Linked DNA regions of Drosophila melanogaster: region 2 is linked to region 1. Evidence: chromatin contacts called from public HiChIP or PLAC-seq data. All regions are on one chromosome and are shown on one strand. Each heading gives the region's core, a stretch centred on a gene start, on an enhancer-like site or on the middle of the called end of the contact. The rest is flanking DNA. Distances are from core to core; before and after follow the strand shown.

Region 1 (2,858 bases), core at 257-2,756:
ACAATCGCGTTTTGAATGCATTACATAGTTATATTTTTCACTGTACTTCGAAAAATTCGATTGACTATGGGTGTATACTTCTACTCCTTCGGCCAACTGAATGCCCAATTATTTGCTTTGGCCCAAAGGCTAAAATACGAGAAAATCCAATGTACTTTTCGCTGAAATTGAATTTTCACACGCGGCCGGGGATAAAAGTCCCTGAATTAAAGGAGGATGGTGGGGGGGGGGGTTAGTGCCTTGCATTGATAGCCACAATTTGTCTGGGGACAACTTTGACCCAATTATGAAATGGAAAAGCGCCGCCGAGCTGAGGAAAACCCAGCAGCATACTAAATGGGGACAACGAGGCGTATGATTTATGTGTTAGCGAGCGAATGAATCAATGGTTAAACGAATGAATCAATTCCATGAAGAGGCAACAACAGACCAGTTTGTTTGGCATTCAAAAATCGTTGAATAAAGAAATTAACTTAAATAATTTATGCATAATAAATATACAGCAAATTAAGCAATAATGTTTCGTACTTCAATAATACAAGAAATAATTGAAAGAAGTTCTTTATTAATCTAATCATTTAATCAAAAAACAACTTAACTGTTGTAGACAATAGATAATTATACACAAAAAAAAATGGTAGAATATGCATATTATAATGCATTAGGAATTAATTCTATAATTCAAAGTGCCCATTTAATATTTTAAATTTGAAAAGAATTAATAACAAATTAAGATACAATGAAATATGTTAAGCAAGAAGAGAAAGGGAAAGACCCAAGTGAATCATTTATCTAACAACTTGTTTTGTGAATCATCTCACCACAAAACCAAATCAATTGGCAGTTAATTACAGTTACTTGTTCGTTTTGAGGTTCTGGCCGAAAGTCATTCATTAGCCAAGTTAACGAGCAGCTTGCCCAGGAGCCTCTATAATAATAGAACAAATGTTTTATGAAGTTCTATTTCTTTTTTTTTTTCGACGCGTGCAAAAAACCATTTTTCCGCCACTGTTTTATTTTTTGTTTTTGTTTGAGCATTTTTTAAGTGCTCGTTTTATTCTGCTTCTGCTTGTTGTATTTCTTTTCATTTCTATGATTTTATTACGACATTAGCTTTACCGTTTACAGTCGGTTAAGTACTTGGGTACTTTTTTTTTTTCTATTTTCATTTTTCCTCGCTGTATTGGGGGCGATGTTGAGGCGTCTAAACAAGCGAAACGTTTTGCCGGCCTTTGTTAAATTGCCGCCAATAGCAACAATAGCAACAAAAATGCCACAGTAATTCCAGCAAATAGCAACAACAACAACTGGCGAGAGCAATAACAAAAAACAAGCGACTAATGTGCAGCCAATATTTATTGTCTTAACAATATATTTATGCAATAATTGCACCGAAGTGGTGCCATTAATTATCTTTTTGCCACTCTATCTCTCTCTCACTCGCTCTTTCTGCCTGGCCCTGTCCAATGCACCCACACACACACACACACACGCACACACACTTGCGGAAGCTGTTGCTGCGATGACCTTAAGTGGTTTGCATCTCCGCTAGAAAGCCAGCCGATTGCACAACCAGTGCCAACGATCCCATTTCCATATCCATATCCATATCGATATGATCGGATCTGAAGGTTTTCGCCGACTTCGTGCTCCTAAAAAAATCTAATTTAATAAATGCAAATCATTAAGTAAAGCCAAGTACTAAGTATTTGGATCTTTATTTCAGAGTTTTACATATACTGTTCCATTGTAACCCATTTATTTTGCTTTTCTGAATATGAATAAATCTACTGATTAATTGATTAATACTAATTAATCTACTTATACTTCTACTTCTTGCATTATTTTCTTTTAAATACAATCCAAGTTGATTACTCCAAGGTACGCACTGTACTTGTTTTTTTTTTTAAGTTTATTTATGTATCTTTGCAGCCACCGCCCGCTGCGTTTTGGCCGCGTTTCCCGTGCGTTTTCGGTCGCTAATTTCGTTGTCTTTTCTTCTCATATTTTTGTTGCGGGTGGTCGGTCGTCAATTTGGCCAACTGCTTGATGGCTCGCCGGGATGTGTGTGCGTTTGTGTGTGTGTAATGATCCAAACCAAGCCAGTCGACACACGTGGCGGGGGTGTGGCTCCTGCTGTGCTCAAGTTTACAAATACAAACAAAAAAATACTAATAAAACACCAACGAAATGCGGCAGAAATCGTGCAGTTGTCCATATATACACATATATTTCTATGCTCAAATGGTTTTCGTTGCGGGATTTTCCAACTCACTCGCAATTGCCGCCAGATTTCTTTTCATTCTGATAGTTTTTTCTTTTGTGCATGCACATTTTTTTTTCCTATTTATTTAAATTGAAACTAAAAAACTTGATGAAAACAAAAGCAAAAAAAACGAAACTCTTTTGAACTTTTGCCGATGCCATAACGAGCGGACCGCTGTCGTTGCTAAATGCAAATTAAAACGGCAGCAAGAACAACAACAACAAAAAACAACTAGAATAACAACAACCACAACAAATACAGTGCAACAAACAGACACCCACAAGAAGAAGAAAAATGTAATAATAAAAAAAAAATTGATAAAAAGAGAACGCGACAGAGGAAAACTGGGTAGAGATATACAACTATAGCACCCATAGGCCTTCCATCTTATCACTCGACCCCTTTTCCTCACGCCATAAAAAATGGGGGGAACAAGTACAATTTATGGACAAAAATATACCCTAATTTAAAGTAAAACCATATTTGGAAAATATGCCTATTAAAATATTAAAGTCTTCAACTTTTCATGCCTCTGAATACTGAAAATTTTCTTTGATTTAAACTTTATTAAATTGTTGTGACCTATTTGTTG
Region 2 (2,858 bases), core at 233-2,732, 38 kb after region 1:
GAAGGAAAACTGAAGAAAAGCGCCTCGTTCGTAATTGGGACACACACACACACACACACACACTTTAAGTATACAGATGCCGTGGGTGGGCATAATGGTTATAGGGTATTCGCAAATGCCGTGCCAGATCTGGAAATCAGATTGTGACTATAAGTTCTGACTTCAGATTTGACGATTGGTAATCAAGCCGAATAACATTGTAGGCAAACAAATAAAACCAGTTTAGCTTAAAACAAATAACAAACGGAAGGATAGTGAGATTAATTCCAAATTAACTGCTCTGCTATAGCTATATTTGCTATATTTGGCTTAAAACAAACATGAGTTAAATAAAAGCCTTGTAAGACCCATACAGAGGAGTTGAAAATCGTAACTAATTTTATATTCTTGATATTTTAACTAAGCAAGGAAGAGATCAATTTAGAAAATACCAACGAATTATATTGTTTTAGGAAATGTGCTCATACAAGATTGATGGCAATTGGAATGGGGTTGGATTTCAGAACTTAGACCTTCCTCAAAATCGGTGGCGCATTAGACGAGTTCAAAAACGATGACGCCACCGGTGACGCAATAGTTTACACACAATGTGAATGATGCTCATCGAAATTCACAAAAGTGGTAGAGGCACATACATACACATACATATATACATATGTATATCCCAGTGGCATGGAAGGGGTGCGGCCCAAATTCCGAAGCGTAATACCGAAACCAAAAACCGAAAACCAAAAAAAAAAATAATAATAAGAAAACAAAACAAAGCAAAAACCAAAATAACAAGAACCCATGTGCGACATTTTATCGGAATTAAACAAAATACATTCCGAATATTGATTAGATGGCGGATTTCCGCCGAAAAGCGGTATGATATCATGCCTATGATGTACGATAGTTTAATTCGCATGCCAAGCAACTTGGCCCAAGCAACAGGTTGTTGTTTTGGGCCCTTTAAGATTCCTCTTTGGAACCGGAAGAGATGAACAAAGACGCCGCTTTTGTCAATTTCCCAAATGACAACAACTAATCAATATACATATGTACCAAAAGGCAAGCTATCAAATGTTCTGCTGATAAGAATATTTCCCCACTGCAAACGCGACTCACATTCGGTTTCGCATTTTCAACTCTGGAAATGATATCATCGCCGTCAATAATAATGCAGTTTAATGCTTGTAGGAGAAAAAAAATTAACAACATATTAATGCACAGCCAAGTACCGAGAATTCCAATTCCTTTTGCTTTTCGAAATGTACAAAAAAAATATATAAAAAAAAAAAAAAAACAATAAAACACACATATAGTCCCAGCGGTAGAAATGGGTGGTATGTACCTCTTTCTCTCTCTGTATATCTAAAGTTTTCGGTATGGATCTTACTCTTACTTTTCTCAAAATTCGGCGTAGGACTCAGCCAACTGGTTTTCCTCGCACTTTTCTTTCGACTTTTGCGTCTTTTCGCGCGCACGTTGCAAACGAAACTGAAACCGAAACTGAAAAATAAAAGCGTTTGGCCCGCTGCCTCTGCCACAGTTTTCAGCGTCGCAGTCGACGCAGCCGAGACGAAAACAAAACAAGACCCAGCAGAAGCCTTCCAGGCCGATTTACTGCGACTCGACTTGGGGGATACCCTGCATCACTTAGAACACTTCACAAGCGAATTAGGTTGGTAGTACAAAACATGCATTGCAATTTTTTAAATATGTCGCTTTTTGGGCCAAAAAATGCGAAATAATGGTCCAAATATGGATTGTTATACCTCGTTGAGTTCGTATTCAAAATTCTACTCAAACTGTGTTTAAAATTTGGAATATTAATTTTATGCCATTTTTCGCAAATTTTGATGATGTTACCCCTTACCAAAAATGCGAAAATCGACCCAAAAATTAATTTTTCAAAATCCATCAAAAAGTGATAGAGATAGTTAGTAGTGGTAATTAGCTGCACAAAACAGTCATTCCTGCACTTTTATGACCATTTTTAGACAAGTTATGATAAAAACACGCTTTATTTAAATCGTATTTTTGGCCGAAAGTCGTTTTCCAGATTTAAAGGAAGAAAATATTTAGTTTTTTGGCCACAACATTGGAAATAATGATCCAAATATGGATTGTCATACCTCGTTGAGTTCGTATTCAAAATTCTAATCAAACTGTGTTTAAAATTTGGATTTTTAATTTTTTGCCATTTTTCGCAAATTTTGATGATGTTACCCCTTACCGAAAATGCGAAAATCGACCCAAAAATTAATTTTTCAAAATCCGTCAAAAAGTGATAGGGATAGTTAGTAGTGGTTTTTAGCTGCACAAAACAGTCATTCTTGTACTTATATGACCATTTTTAGATAAGTTATAAGAAAACACCCTTTGTACATATCGTATTTTTGGCCAAAAGACGTTTTCCAGATTTAAAGGAAGAAAATATTTAGTTTTTTGGCCACAACATTGGAAATAATGATCCAAATATGGATTGTCATACCTCGTTGAGTTCGTATTCAAAATTCTAATCAAACTGTGTTTAAAATTTGGATTTTTAATTTTTTGCCATTTTTCGCAAATTTTGATGAATACCGAATATGCAAAAATCGACCCAAAAATTAATTTTTCAAAATCCATCAAAAAGTGATAGGGATAGTTAGTAGGGGTTATTAGCTGCACAAAACAGTCATTCCTATGCGTTTATGACCATTTTTAGACAAGTTATGATAAAAACACCCTTTGCATAAATCGTATTTTTGGCCAAAAGACGGTTTTCAGATTTAAAGGAAGAAAATATTTAGTTTTTTGGCCACAACATTGGAAATAATGACTGGTCTATGCCACCCGGATGCGTTTTCATCCAGGGTATCAGCAAGGCAATT

What was found. HiChIP or PLAC-seq counts read pairs in DNA pulled down with a chosen protein or histone mark.
Region 2: a POLR2A S2P HiChIP or PLAC-seq map of the Kc167 cell line shows a contact between it and region 1, with 4 times the contacts expected there. The contact joins the promoter of CG1572 here to the enhancer-like site in region 1. A contact is called at or near these places in 54 of 107 Hi-C or Micro-C datasets (the D17-c3 cell line, the Kc167 cell line, the ML-DmBG3-c2 cell line and 18 more) and 3 of 6 datasets of contacts at active chromatin or transcription factors (the Kc167 cell line and the S2 cell line).

Annotation. Positions count from the first base shown.
Region 1 is chrX:11,518,930-11,521,787 of dm6, forward strand. The region is part of intron 1 of Drak (Death-associated protein kinase related); the gene reads left to right. Among named protein-coding and RNA genes, the nearest start is that of mir-2492, 27 kb to the right of the region's middle. Within about 2 kb of position 1,507, at least 23 of the 39 cell types and tissues checked have an H3K27ac peak or open chromatin away from gene starts, as enhancers often do. A contact at or near this core is called in the Kc167 cell line, the OSC cell line, the S2 cell line and 10 more, where this site is marked.
Region 2 is chrX:11,557,155-11,560,012 of dm6, forward strand. It overlaps CG1572, which reads right to left and starts at 1,483. Exons shown (of 4, transcript NM_001298197.1): 1 at 1,334-1,483.